Linked DNA regions of Podarcis muralis: region 1 is linked to region 2. A link is a contact called in public Hi-C data. All regions are on one chromosome and are shown on one strand. Each heading gives the region's core, a stretch centred on a gene start, on an enhancer-like site or on the middle of the called end of the contact. The rest is flanking DNA. Distances are from core to core; before and after follow the strand shown. Region 1 holds the start of SLC33A2 (solute carrier family 33 member 2). Region 2 holds the start of VPS28 (VPS28 subunit of ESCRT-I).

Region 1 (6,828 bases), core at 1,534-4,033, 220 kb before region 2:
GCTGGCATTGCTCTTTGAGAAATGACCAAGCGCTTGCAATTCTTTTGGTGGCTGATTGAGTTTTCTCCGTTTGGACAGGAAGCCCACGCTACCCGGCCCAAGTTTATGGCAGAGACCGGCGTTTCTGGAGGAAGTACATACATTTTGATTTCAACAAGATTATACGCATGGCCACGGAAGAGATCATCCGTTGGAACTGAACTGAGCCTGCACTGCCATCTCCAGGGATGAAACCCCAGAGCACAGCTCCACGGTTCCCTTAAGCCTGTGTGCAGGTTGCTCTAATTGCAAGAAGCAACTGACCAGCCAGCATCCCAGGAGCCAAAACAGCACCTCCTGCTCCCCTTGCGGTTTTGCAGAACTTCTCTGCAAGGCAGATGGAAAGCTGGGCACCTGAACGGACTTCTCTGTTGCCCTGAAATAAGCAAAGGTTTTGGGGAAAATGGCTTGTTTTTATCTCCAAGCCTTTCCTATTTTTGTATGTAAAGCTTCCTTTTTATTTTTTGATTTCTTACAAAATTGTCCTGATTTTTAAATATTTTTTTAATGTAAGGGAGAGTGTTAAGTCTTCTTCTAACTTCTAGGAATTTTTATTATTTTTATTTATTATCTGGACTTCTACATACTTTGCAAATCTTGAAGTGTGTTAATGAATGCCTTCCCTCCTTCCTCCAGGGTGCCAGCATTGGAGGGAGGGAGGTTGATTTAATAAATAATGATAATAAAATATGTATAAAAGGGGGACCCATGATTAAGGGTAGAACATGCACATACAAGTTGGAGACATACAGGAGGGACTGGCGTCAGCAAGCATAATCTTGAAAAACTAATGGGCAGATCCTCTTCCATAAAAGAAGTGTGAGGATTTGCTTTTATATGGCATTTAGAAATATAATGCTTTAAATGTTTGGCTGCTGCCCACCTCTTCACCTGCAGTAAACCTATTTCATTGTATGCAGGGGCCTTTAACATATTTTCAAATAAGTGAGGAATGCTTGCATTGTTATAAAATAGATCGTGAACGGACAGTCTTAATTTAGCACTGATTTTTCTCTCAATTCCCCCACATCCTTTTTGTACATTTGCCTTAATAAATATACAAAGAAGTTTATATGCAGCCTTCCCATCTATTTGAGCAGGAACTAAACAGGTGAGGAATTTAATAGTAGTAGGTTTGATCTTCTTGCAGTCCATGGGACTCTCAAGAGTCTCCTCCAGCACCAGAATTCAAAAGCATCCATTCTTCAGTGATCAGCCTCCTTTATGGTCCAGCTCTCACTTCCATACGTCACTACGGGGAAAACTATAGCTTTAACTATACGGACCTTTGTTGGCAAGGTGATGCCTCTACTGTCTAGGTTTGTCACTGCTTTTCTCCCAAGGAGCAGGCGTCTTTTAATTTCGTGACTGCTCTCACCATCTGCAGTGATCATGGAGCCCAAGAAAGTAAAATCTCCCACTCCCTCCATTTCTTCCCCTTCTGTTTGCCAGGAGGTGATGGGACCAGTGGCCATGATCTTAGTCTTTTTGATGTTGAGCTTCAGACCATATTTTGCACTCTCCTCTTTCACCCTCAATAAAAGGTTTTTTAATTCCTCCTCACTTTCTGCCATCAAGGTTGTGTCATCTGCATATTTGAGGTTGTTGTTATTTCTTACAGCAATCTTAATTCCGGCTTGGGATTCATCCAGTCCAGCCTTTCGCATGATGAATTCTGCATATAAGTTAAATAAGCAGGGGGACAATATACAGCCTTGTCGCACTCCTTTCCCAATTTTGAACCAATCAGTTGTTCCATATCCAGTTCTAACTGTAGCTTCTTGTCCCACATAGAGATTTCTCAGGAGACAGATGAGGTGATCAGGCACTCCCATTTCTTTAAGAACTTGCCATAGTTTGCTGTGGTCGACACAGTCAAAGGCTTTTGCATAGTCAATGAAGCAGAAGTAGATGTCTTTCTGGAACTCTCTAGCTTTCTCCATAATCCAGCGCATGTTTGCAATTTGGTCTCTGGTTCCTCTGCCTCTTCTAAATCCAGCTTGCACTTCTGGGAGTTCTCAATCCACATACTGCTTGAGCCTTCCTTGTAGAATTTTAAGCATAACCTTGCTAGCATGTGAAATGAGTGCAATTGTGCGGTAGTTGGAGCATTCTTTGGCACTGCCCTTCTTTGGGATTGGGATGTAGACTGATCTTCTCCAATCCTCTGGCCACTGCTGAGTTTTCCAAACTTGCTGGCATATTGAGTGTAGCACCTTAACAGCATCATCTTAGTGTCCTTTATTGGCAGCGCTGGACGCGGCTTGTCAAGTACTGAAACGAGATGATGACCTCTTGCTGTTTTCTACTTCTATGGTCCCCTGACCCAAAGGGGACACAGTTTCAATGAAGTCCTTATGAACACTACCGGTACTCGGTCGAACTCTGCCTCTTCAAAGCAAAGTGAGCCTGCGCCGTTGTTGGCATCCCTCTGTCTCGAGAGACAACGGAGGGGTGCGCCTTTGGGGGTTGAATCCTGCACCGCTAGAGAAGTAAAAAAGGATAGAGCGGCGCCACTCTACGCTTGTGCCAAAGCCCGCTTTCGATCGACAACCGGAAGTCTCGGCCTTTGCAGAGAGACTGTGCCCTTTGACTGAGCGAAGTTAAGATGGGCGGGGTATAAATAATAAATTATTATTATTATAAATTATTATAACCGAGAGGCGCCGCCTAGAAGGGCCGCGAAGCCTCACCGACGGAGCGCCTTTTCCGGTCTGAAAGGGAGGCTTTCCTCGTTTCCCTCTCCTTGACCGGAAGTGTACCTGCGCTCATGGTCTGGGCCTGGTTCCGTTTCTCTGAGGGCGGCGGCGGCGTTTCCGCTCTCGCTGTTGGCCGCGGAAACGGGAGAAGCGGAGCGGCTGGACTTTTATGTGGGTCCCGCGAGCGGCGGGGAAGGAGAGGGAGGGGGGCGGAAAGGGGCGGCGCAGCGGCGCCCTCTAGCGGCTGAAGCGCGGAAGGGGCGGTGGGGAGGGGGTTGCCATGGCAACGGAGGGGAAGCTGGACCACTCGCCTCGGGGATGCTGCCAGGGAGGCTGGCAACCCAGTGATGCTGAGTCCTGCTGGTGCCACAGGGGTTCTTGTGGGGGCTGGGGAAGCTTCGTTTTTGGGAAGTAGGGGGGTGACACAATGTAGGTCTGTGAGCTTCCGTGTACATTTGGCATTTATTCAATTATTCTGAATTCATACCCTGCACGATTGCCAAAACAAGAACGCCCCAAAGTGGTTTACGAAAAAAAGGTTAAAATAATAATAATAATAATAATTTTTATTTATACCCCGCCCTCCCCAGCCAAGGCTAACAAGCTAACAAGCGATAATAAAAACAAGTTGAATGAACACAACTTAAAAACAAGATTAAGATGCAACATTAATAAATAAATAAATAAATAAATTTTATTTATATCCCGCCCTCCCCAGCCGAAGCTGGGCTCAGGGCGGCTAACAACAATAAAAATAATCCAACATTCTAAAACATTCATTATAAAATTAATTGAAACATTAGAATGCAGCCTCATCGCAGGGGGGGAAAGAAAGAGGGGGAGGGAATCAAATTGGCTCCGAGCCAAAGGCCAGGCGGAACAACTCTGCCTTACAGGCCCTGCGGAAAGAAATCAGATAACAAGACCACAAAGGCACCGAAAAGAGTACAGTGAAGGACCTGCCTGATGTCAGTAGGCAGGGAGTTCCAAAGTGTAGGTGCCACCACACTAAAAGATCAAGTTCTTACAAATGTGGAATGGGTGTTTTGTGGGACCTGCAACAGTGCCGGTTCCACTGGGCTGGTCAAACAAATATTCTGATCTGCTAGAAAGGAGCTTCCTAGGTTACAGGATCTAATGTATCCAGTATCCTCTTCTCACAGTGGCCGACCAGATGCCCAGTATGGGAAGCCTGCAAGCAAGACCTGAGTTCAAGAGCATGCTCTGCTCCTGAGGTTTCCAGCAGCTGTTATTCAGAGGCACACTGCCTTTAACAGCAGAAGCAGAGTATAACCCTTGTGGCTAGTTGCCGCTGGTAGCTGTTTTCTCCATGAATTTGTCTAATTCTCTTTTAAAGCCATCCAAGTTGGTGGTCATCGCTATCTTTTGTGGGAACAAACTCCGTAGTTTAGCTGTGCGTTATATGAATAAATGCTTTATTTTGTCTGTCCTGAATCTTTCAGCATTAAGTTTTATTGGAGGTCCACAATTTCTAGTCTTTTGAGAAAGGGAGAAAAACTCTACCCATTTTCTCCATATCATGCATGAATTTATATACCTCCATCCTGTTGGAAAACTCTGATCAGATTCTATTAGCGTACTCTAAGGATTAAATAGGGACGCGGGTGGCGCTGTGGGTAAAACCTCAGTGCCTAGGACTTGCCGATCGCATGGTCGGCGGTTCGAATCCCCGCAGCAGGGTGAGCTCCCGTCTTTCGGTCCCAGCGCCTGCCAACCTAGCAGTTCGAAAGCACCCTCGGGTGCAAGTAGATAAATAGGGACCGCTTACTAACGGGAAGGTAAACGGCGTTTCCGTGTGCGGCTCTGGCTCGCCAGATGCAGCTTGTCACGCTGGCCACGTGACCCGGAAGTGTCTCTGGACAGCGCTGGCCCCCGGCCTCTTAAGTGAGATGAGCGCACAACCCTAGAGTCGGACACGACTGGCCCGTACGGGCAGGGGTACCTTTACCTTTAAGGATTAAATGCTAACTGCTGATAAAATTATATACATTAAGGACCGAGCACATGTAAAAACTCAATGGTAAAGTGGGTGTTTTGAATACATTGTTGTGTCCAACAGAGAAGGTAGGCAGGAGATGATTAATGGCTATTAAAGGTCTATTATGTCCTTCCTGCTTACAGCCCATGGTAAAATAAAATGATTCCAGTACCATATTGTGTCATTTTAAAGCTAAACAAGAATATGTAAAATAAAGACCTCAAATCTTATTTTATTCATTTAACAAAATTTATATACCAGTTGATTGTAGTAAAGCCTTTAAGTGCGTAACAAGCAATATTAAAATGCAGTGTTATCTCAATTTTCAGCTGTGCCATGTTAAAGGGTATGAAATCAATTATATCAGAAGTAAAACAATAATAATAAGACTGAATTACCCTTTGTAATTTATTTTCCACCAATGACAGGAGAGCAGGGTAGGGTAGGGTGTTGGCTTCTGCAGCCAATCAAAAAGCTAAGATACAAGAAGATATCTTACGGGTTTTCTCAAATATTTGTATAAAGTTGTGTGACTTTCTTATGTTTCAGTAAGTTTCATTAGCAACCTGGAGGTTACTGGCCAAAGGCAACTTTCAGGTATTTTAAAATAAAAACAATGAACGTTTTCAAGTCCCGTCTTTCATCTACCGGGGCAATTCCATTCTGTGAAGCCATGCCACCGTACCCAGACTCTCCCCTGTTCTTTCTAGAATATTAGGTTGACCAGGTATCTACCTGGGAAATCATTGTGTCTCTCTAACAGCGCCCATAAGTTGCAAAATATGCTGGGCAGAGAAAGCTAAATCCATGCCGTCTCATTTTCATTATTTGTGTATAACATGTCTAGCCTCTGAGTTCTTTCCAAAACTATCAATGGGCAAACTCCCTTTCCCTCTGAAGGAGCGTCTCCACCCCCATCGTTCTGCCCGGACACTGAGGTCCAGCTCCGAGGGCCTTCTGGCGGTTCCCTCACTACGAGAGGTCAAGTTACAGGGAACCAGGCAGAGGGCCTTCTCGGTAGTGGCGCCCGTCCTGTGGAACGCCCTCCCATCAGATGTCAAAGCGATAAACAACTACCTGACATTCAGAAGACATCTGAAGGCAGCCCTGTTCAGGGAAGTTTTTAATATGTGACATTTTAGTGTATTTTTTATCTTTGTTGGAAGCCGCCCAGAGTGGCTGGGGAAACCCAGCCAGATGGGCGGGGTACAAATAATAAATTATTATTATTATTATTATTATTATTATTATTATTATTATTATTATTATTATTCCCTCTGGTCCTTGAATACCTACACTTCTCCTGGATGCACATGAAGGTACAGATCCCTCAGCCTGTTGAGCTCTGCCCATCTTTGCTTGTTCTCCCTGCAGGTGGATGGCAGTTCCTGAAGGATGAACGCCAAGTATGCTGTCCTCGCAATGCTGTATTTTGTCCAAGGCATCCCGTATGGGCTCCAGTCTGGGCTGCTGCCTATCTACTTCCGCACGCTGGGCCTCTCCTTTACCAAGATCAGCCTGTCTAAGGTGGTTTATTTGCCCTGGATTCTCAAGATGCTCTGGGCACCCCTGGTGGACCATTACTTAACCAAGAGGACATGGCTGCTGCTCACCCTGTATGGCTTCGTGCTGGCCTGCCTGGCCTGCTCCCTCATGGCCCCCGAGACAAACTTCTTCCCGGTGGCCATCGTCCTCCTTCTCATGAACTTCTGCGCCTCCATCCAGGACGTTGCAGTGGACGCGATTGCCATCCAGCTGCTGACGCAACATGAGATTGGGTACGGCAACACCATCCAGGTCGTGGCCTACAAGCTGGGCTCCGTCTTGGCAGGAGGGGGCCTGCTCACTTTCCTCCATCACCTGGGCTGGCAGACCCTCTTTGTGGGCCTGGCCCTTCTTTATGTTGTGGCCATTGGTGTCACCTGGAATGCTAACCTAAAACTGAAAGTGAGGTTCGATCCTCAATACAGTTGGGTCAGGTTCAGAACCTTAAACCCCTGCCTCATGCTCCAAGAGCTTCTCAAGGTGCCGGACACTCTTTGGACTGTTGGTTTGGTGCTGCTCTATAAGTTGGGTGAGTCCTTCTAAAGA
Region 2 (6,471 bases), core at 922-3,421:
ATACGGGCTCTGGAATACCCCATAAGCATAGCTGGCAACTTTTCCCTTTTCTTGCAAGGAATCCTATTTGGAATAAGGGAATTTCCCTTTAAAAAAGGGAAACATTGACAGCTATGCCCATATGGGAAAGGGAGTGGTATTTTTCTTATAACATGGAAAATCGATCATATCATTATCCACTTTACCGCCTGCCGACTTCCTTCCCTCCTGCCTCATGGCTTTCAAAATTAGCCTTTATATCATTGCATTTCGTACGTTCCAGTTCTAATTACACTCATTAGAAAATGGCTCAAAATTTAAATAAAAACTGGTAGAAAAATTCTCATTACAAGTCTTCAGACAAGCCTGCTAGTGATGTCCATTGCTTGCAATAATCTTTCAAATGATGTATAAATTTACTCCAGGCCTATTGGAATACTTGAGCACATTTAACAGATTTCCATCCGGGATCCTGTGTGCCCGGGAAAATCCGGACGCATGGCAACCCGCCCCCTGGGTCATTGGGGAGACCCTTTTCCCCCTTGAACCTCTTCCGCCTCTGCATTGCAACATCCCTTTAGAGCGAGGCGTTCAGAACCATACCCCCAAAAGCTGCCCTTGGCATGGAATGGGGGTTGGCGACCCGGGCAGCTTCCTTCCCCGCCATCCCTAATAATAATAATAATAATAATATAAAAATAATAATTTATTATTTATACCCTGCCCATCTGGCTGGGCTTCCCCAGCCACTTTGGGCGGCTTCCAAAAAAATATTAAAATACTGTAATACATCAAACATTAAAAGCTTCCCTAAACAGGGCTGCCTTCAGATGTCTTCTAAAAGTCTGGTAGTTGTTTTTCTCTTTGACATCTGGTGGGAGGGCGTTCTAAAGGGCGGGCGCCACCACCGAGAAGGTCCTCTGCCTGGTTCCCTGTAACTTGGCTTCTTGCAGTGAGGGAACCGCCAGAAGGCCCTCGGCGCTGGACCTCAGCGTCTGGGTAAAACGATGGAGATGGAGACGCTCCTTCAGGTATACAGGACCGAGGCCGTTAAAGGCCTTAAAGGTCAGCACCAACACTTTGAATTGTGCTCGGAAACATACTGGGAGCCAATGTCGGTCTTTCAAGACCGGTGTTATGTGGTCTCGGCGGCTGCTCCCAGTCACCAGTCTAGCTGCCGCATTCTGGATTAATTGCAGTTTCCGGGTCATCTTCAAAGGTAGCCCCACGTAGAGCGCATTGCAGTAGTCCAAGCGGGAGATAGCCAGAGCATGCACCACTCTGGCGAGACAGTCTGCAGGCAGGTAGGGTCTCAGCCTGCGTACCAGATGGAGCTGGTAGACAGCTGCCCTGGACACAGAATTGACCTGCGCCTCCATGGACAGCTGTGAGTCCAAAATGACCCCCAGGCTACGCACCTGGTCCTTCAGGGGCACAGTTGCCCCATTCAGGACCAGGGAGTGCTCCACACCTGCCCGCCCCCTGTCCCCCAAAAATAGTACTTCTGTCTTGTCAGGATTCAACCTCAATCCGTTGGCCGCCATCCATCCTCCAACCGCCTCCAGGCACTCACACAGGACCTTCCCTGGTTCTGATTTGAAAGAGAGGTAGAGCTGGGTATCATATCTCGGTGGAAGAAGACTGGGAAAAGTTTAAAGACTATTTATAGAAATATTGTAAAATCCATGAATGTTAGAAGAATGTTGGAATGAAGTGATATGGCTTCAGCAGAAATGTTATAAGGAATTAAGTATAAATAGATTAATAGAGTATTAAAGGAAAATAAGGTGAAAAGGTGTTAAGATAATTATAGGATAGAAAACAGGGGAAGATGGTAAGGAATTGCTGAAATAATTAATAGAAGTGGAATACAAAAAGGGAGGTGTGAGGAGGCCGTGGAAATATGGGAAAGAATGATAAGATATTGGAAGTTTTTTCTTTTTTCCTTCTTTCTTTTGATGTGTTTTTAATTTGTTTTGTTTTGTTAATTTCTATGTAGTGTTTTTGTATTATAATGTACTGTTTTTTCTTTGTTTTTTCTTTTGTAAGTGTTTAAATTGTTGTAAAAGCAATAAATATTATTATAAAAAAAAGAAGAAGAGCTGGGTATCATATCAATGCTAGAGACGAGCCTCGCCCGCAGCGAACCCGGAATCACCACGTGCGTGCGAGAGCTCTAAAGTCGTAGATCTATAGCCCGAGACGCGCTCTGGGGCCGCCAGGCCTGACGAAACGAGCGCCGAGCCCCGCAGGGGGAAGGGAGCGCGCCGAGCTATCGATCGGAGGCGGGGCGCCATTTTCCCGGAAGTGGGGAAAGAAAGAAAGCAGCCGGAGCCGGGTAAGGCCTTGAGCTTCTGTGGGGGGCAGCCCTTGACGGGGGGGGGGGGCCGAGGTTTGAGAGGGGGGCGCTGGGGGGGGGGCTGGTCCTCGGGGGGCCCTTGTGGGGATGCGGCCCCCGCTCGCCTTCTCCCTCTCTTATTTGGGGAGGGGGGCGCCATTGCTCTCTCAGACCTGGGGCAGCTTCCCCCACCGCCAGGACGCCCCTTGGCTCTCCGTGGGTCCGTCGCCCGTCAGTCAGGATTCCCCCCCCCCTCCATCCCTTCTCTCTCTTCTCTCCTGCCTCCCTCACAGGGTTGTTGTTGGTGCTGCTGGGGGGGGGCAGAGCTGGCCTGACCTGAATCACCTCAAATAATAATAATAATAATAATAATAATAATAATAATAATAATAATAATAATAAAATTTATTTATAGCCCGCCCTCCCTGGCCAGAGCCGGGCTCAGGTAAAATTTCAGTAAAAACATAATGGGGGGATGGGGACCCAATTTAAAATACAATTTAAAATGCAGCCTTCTTTTAAAAGTAGCCCATAGATATAATAATATATAAGATTAATAATAATAATAATAATAATAATAATAATAATAATAATAATAATATATTTATACCCCGCCCATCTGGTTGGGTTTCCCCAGCCACTGTGTTCGGCTTCCAACTGAATATTAAAAACAATACAGCACCACACATTAAAATCTTCCCTAAACAGGGCCGCCTTCAGTTGTCTTTTAAAAGTAAAGTGTTTATTGCCTTGACATCCGTGGACGCCCCCCCCCGCCACCGCCAGGACGCCCCTTGGCTCTCCGTGGGTCCATCATCTGTCCGTCAGTCAATGGGCCAGCCAGAATGCGCTCCCCCCTCCATCCCTTCTCCTCTCTCTTCCCTCCTGCCTGCCTGCCTCCCTCACAGGGTTGTTGTTGTTGCTGCTGCTGCTGCTGGGGGGGGGGGCGGAGTTGTTAACCAAAATACAAATAATGGCAAAAGAAAAAGAAGTTTCAGAATGAAAACGAAATCTCTCAAACAATATCAAATTACTTGCCATTCTTACTAAACCTTTCTAATCGATGTAGTCAAAAAGTCTTCAGGAATGCCAAATGTTTTGTCATGTTTGCTCTCTTCAAATGCAAACTTCCGTTTCACCCAAGATTTTGCTGCAAAGATATTATCAGTCCATCTGTTGGCTTTTATTTATTTATTTATTTATTTATCTGCTTGCTTGCTTGACGGATTTCTTCAACAATATCCGGATCACGTTCTTTGTATTTATCTATTTCTGCCTTTAATTGGTCTCTCTTCTGACTAAGGGCAGTAAGTTCCTTTATGAGTGCTGTGTCTTGGCGCCCAATTTTTGATTTCTCAATGGTTTCTTGTAGGCTTTTTTTTTCTTTTGGCTATATTTTGAGAACTGATTCTGCAGTTCCTCCAGTTTAGGCTTTCTTGCATGAAGAGCTTTACTTGGAAAAGCCCAAAAATAATTTGAAGTCTGAATCCTGTCCATGTCCACCATACAATCATCGACTAAGCTCTGTAAGACCTCCTTCACCGACATAGCAGTGTTTCAAAAAACATTTCCATCATCCGTATTCTCTTCTCTTCAACACTCATTTTCTTTGACATGTCTCTTCTTTCCCTCCCCGGATGGCAGGAATTTGAATTTGAGGGGGGAAAGACGTGGATGCTGCTCCGCCCCCTCCCTCCCTGGAGAGCTGGCCTGGTCTGAATCACCTCAATTAATAATAACAATAATAAATTTTATTTATACCCCACCCTCCCCGGCCAGAGCCTGGCTCAGGGTGGCTAGCACCAGTAAAATTACAGTAAAAACATAATAGGAAAAAACAACAACCCCAATTTAAAATACAGGTTAAAATGCAATTTAAAATGCAGCCTCATTTTAAAAGTAGCCCATAGATATAATAATATATACAAAATAATAATAATAATAATAATAATAATAATAATAATAATTATACCCCACCCATCTGGCTGGGTTTCCCCAGCCACTTGGAATACAAAATCAGCAAATGAACAAATGCGGAGGGAGGTTTAGCTGTGACTTCTTACCTGCTCTTATCTCAGGCACCTTGCGTGTTGGTACTTTGGATCTCAGCTGCGGACCCACGGAGGAAGAATGTTTCATGGAATCCCAGCAGCCCCTGGGATGGGAGGTGAGTCCAGTGCTGCTTTTGAGCTAATTCTGGGGTGGCCAGAGCAAATGCAGGGACTTCTTGGACTTTGAGTTCTTGATATGCAGGGTTGGTTTTTTGTGTGAAGTGTTTTTATATATTTCTTTATAAAAATATGTATCAATCGCCCCTTCACATAAAATATCAAGGCAGTGTACAGCAAAATATGTCAGTGTGATAAAATATTAAATACCATCAATACGAGATACAGTGGACGCTTGGGTTGCGAATGTGATCCGTGCGGGAGGCACGTTTGCAACCCGCAGTGCCGCGTCTGCGCATGTACAGGTTTTGATTCGGCGCTTCTGCACATGCGCAAAGCACGATTTAGCACTTCTGCGCATGTGCAACCGCCGAAACCCGGAAGTAACCCGTTCCGGTATTTCCGGGTTTCGGTGGGTCCGTAACCCAAAAAAACGCAACCTGAAGCGTTTGTAACCCAAGGTATGACTGTAATCTTAAAAGGGACTTGCGCAACCTGAAAGAATTTATAAACCGCTGAATAGGTGTGTTGGCATACGATCTTGAAGAGAAGCCTAAAAATAAATGGCAAGGATGCTGTGTATATAACCTGTGTGCTAGGCATGGTGTCTCCAAACCCCCACTGATCTTGGGCTCCACTTCCAAATTCTTTTGTGTTCTGGCGTAAGGAAAGAGGAGAGGGCAATCTGTGACTGTTAACCACGATGGTTATACAGTGGTACCTCTAGATACGAACGGGATCCGTTCCGGAGCCCCGCTGGCATGTAGAGGTAAACGTAACTAGCGACGGCACGTATGTGCACATGCGCATCGCTTTTTGCCGCTTCTGCATATGCGCGCAACGTCATTTTGAGCGCATGCGCAAGTGGCGAAACCCGCAAGTAACATGCTCTGTTACTTCCGGGTTGCCGAGGAGCGCAACTTGAATGCGCTCAACTCGAAGCGTATTTAACCCGAGGCATGACTGTACTCTGCCTCTAAAGTCAGAGGCAGTTGCTGGAAATCACAGGAGGGCAGAGGCTCAAATCCGACAAGCATCTGGAGAACATTTCTCATGTTCATGGCAGCAGTTTGGGAGCAAAGTTGGTCTCATGTATTTCCGCCTTTTTGTTTTTCAGCCCCAGCGAATAAGCCGGAACTATACGAGGCAAGTGATGCTGTTTCCCTTTGTGGCTTAGTGGCCAGGGACTCCTTTCAAATGAGGCACAGGGAGTGGCCTGGGGAGGGGGAGTTGCAGTATTGCGGGGAATTTCAGGCACTCCCCCAGATTGCAGGACTGCCAGCCAAAGCGCTCCCGATTTGGGCAGGACTCCCCTGGGGAACTACCCTCGCTGCTCCTTACAAGGGCATTTGGGGGCCTCCCATAGCCCAGACTTGAAAGTCCCCGATGCCCCAAATCCTCTTCCGTGTGGTGCAAAGATCTGGTGGATCCAATGTCACTCTCCTTTCCCTTGCAGGAAGTGAAGTTATACAAGAACGCCCGGGAGCGAGAGAAGTGAGTCCTTGCCCCAATTATACCCATCTCTAGTGTGTGTCGTTGCAAAGGGCATGCTCAGTGATGGCTCAGGCCACACCTCTGTTCAACTCCTGCTCTGATTACCCGCTCTGAGTCCCCACAGCTAATTCTCCCCTGGCCTCCTCGCTGGCCCAAGTAGGACCAATTCAGCCAGCTAGCCCTGGGGATTAGGTAAAGGGACCCCTGACCATTAGGTTCAGTAGTGACCAACTCTGGGGTTGCGGCGCTCATCTCGCTTTACTGGCTGAGGGAGCCGGCGTACAGCTTCCGGGTCATGTGGCCAGCAGGACTAAGCCGCTTCTGGCGAACCAGAGCAGCGCACGGAAACGCCGTCTACCTTCCTGCCAGAGCGGTACCTATTTATCTACTTGCACTTTGACGTGCTTTCGAATTGCTAGGTTGGCAGGAGCAGGGACCGAGCACCCTGCCTTGTTTAGTACTCTGAATAAAATAACAACCCAGAAGTCTGTG

Evidence for each region. Hi-C and Micro-C count contacts between places; a contact is called where the count stands out from the background.
Region 1: a Hi-C map of blood shows a contact between it and region 2, with 4 times the contacts expected there. The contact joins the promoter of SLC33A2 here to the promoter of VPS28 in region 2. A contact is called at or near these places in 2 of 3 Hi-C or Micro-C datasets (blood and tail).

Annotation. Positions count from the first base shown.
Region 1 is chr8:2,047,808-2,054,635 of rPodMur119.hap1.1, reverse strand. It overlaps SLC33A2 (solute carrier family 33 member 2), which reads left to right and starts at 2,783. Exons shown (of 6, transcript XM_028735997.2): 1 at 2,783-2,909; 2 at 6,112-6,811. The coding sequence starts at 6,133. It overlaps RECQL4 (RecQ like helicase 4), which reads left to right. Exons shown (of 25, transcript XM_028735990.2): 25 at 79-1,111. The coding sequence ends at 200.
Region 2 is chr8:1,825,977-1,832,447 of rPodMur119.hap1.1, reverse strand. It overlaps VPS28 (VPS28 subunit of ESCRT-I), which reads left to right and starts at 2,171. Exons shown (of 10, transcript XM_077932671.1): 1 at 2,171-2,317; 2 at 4,396-4,484; 3 at 5,603-5,631; 4 at 5,942-5,979. The coding sequence starts at 4,448. It also overlaps the pseudogene LOC144328655.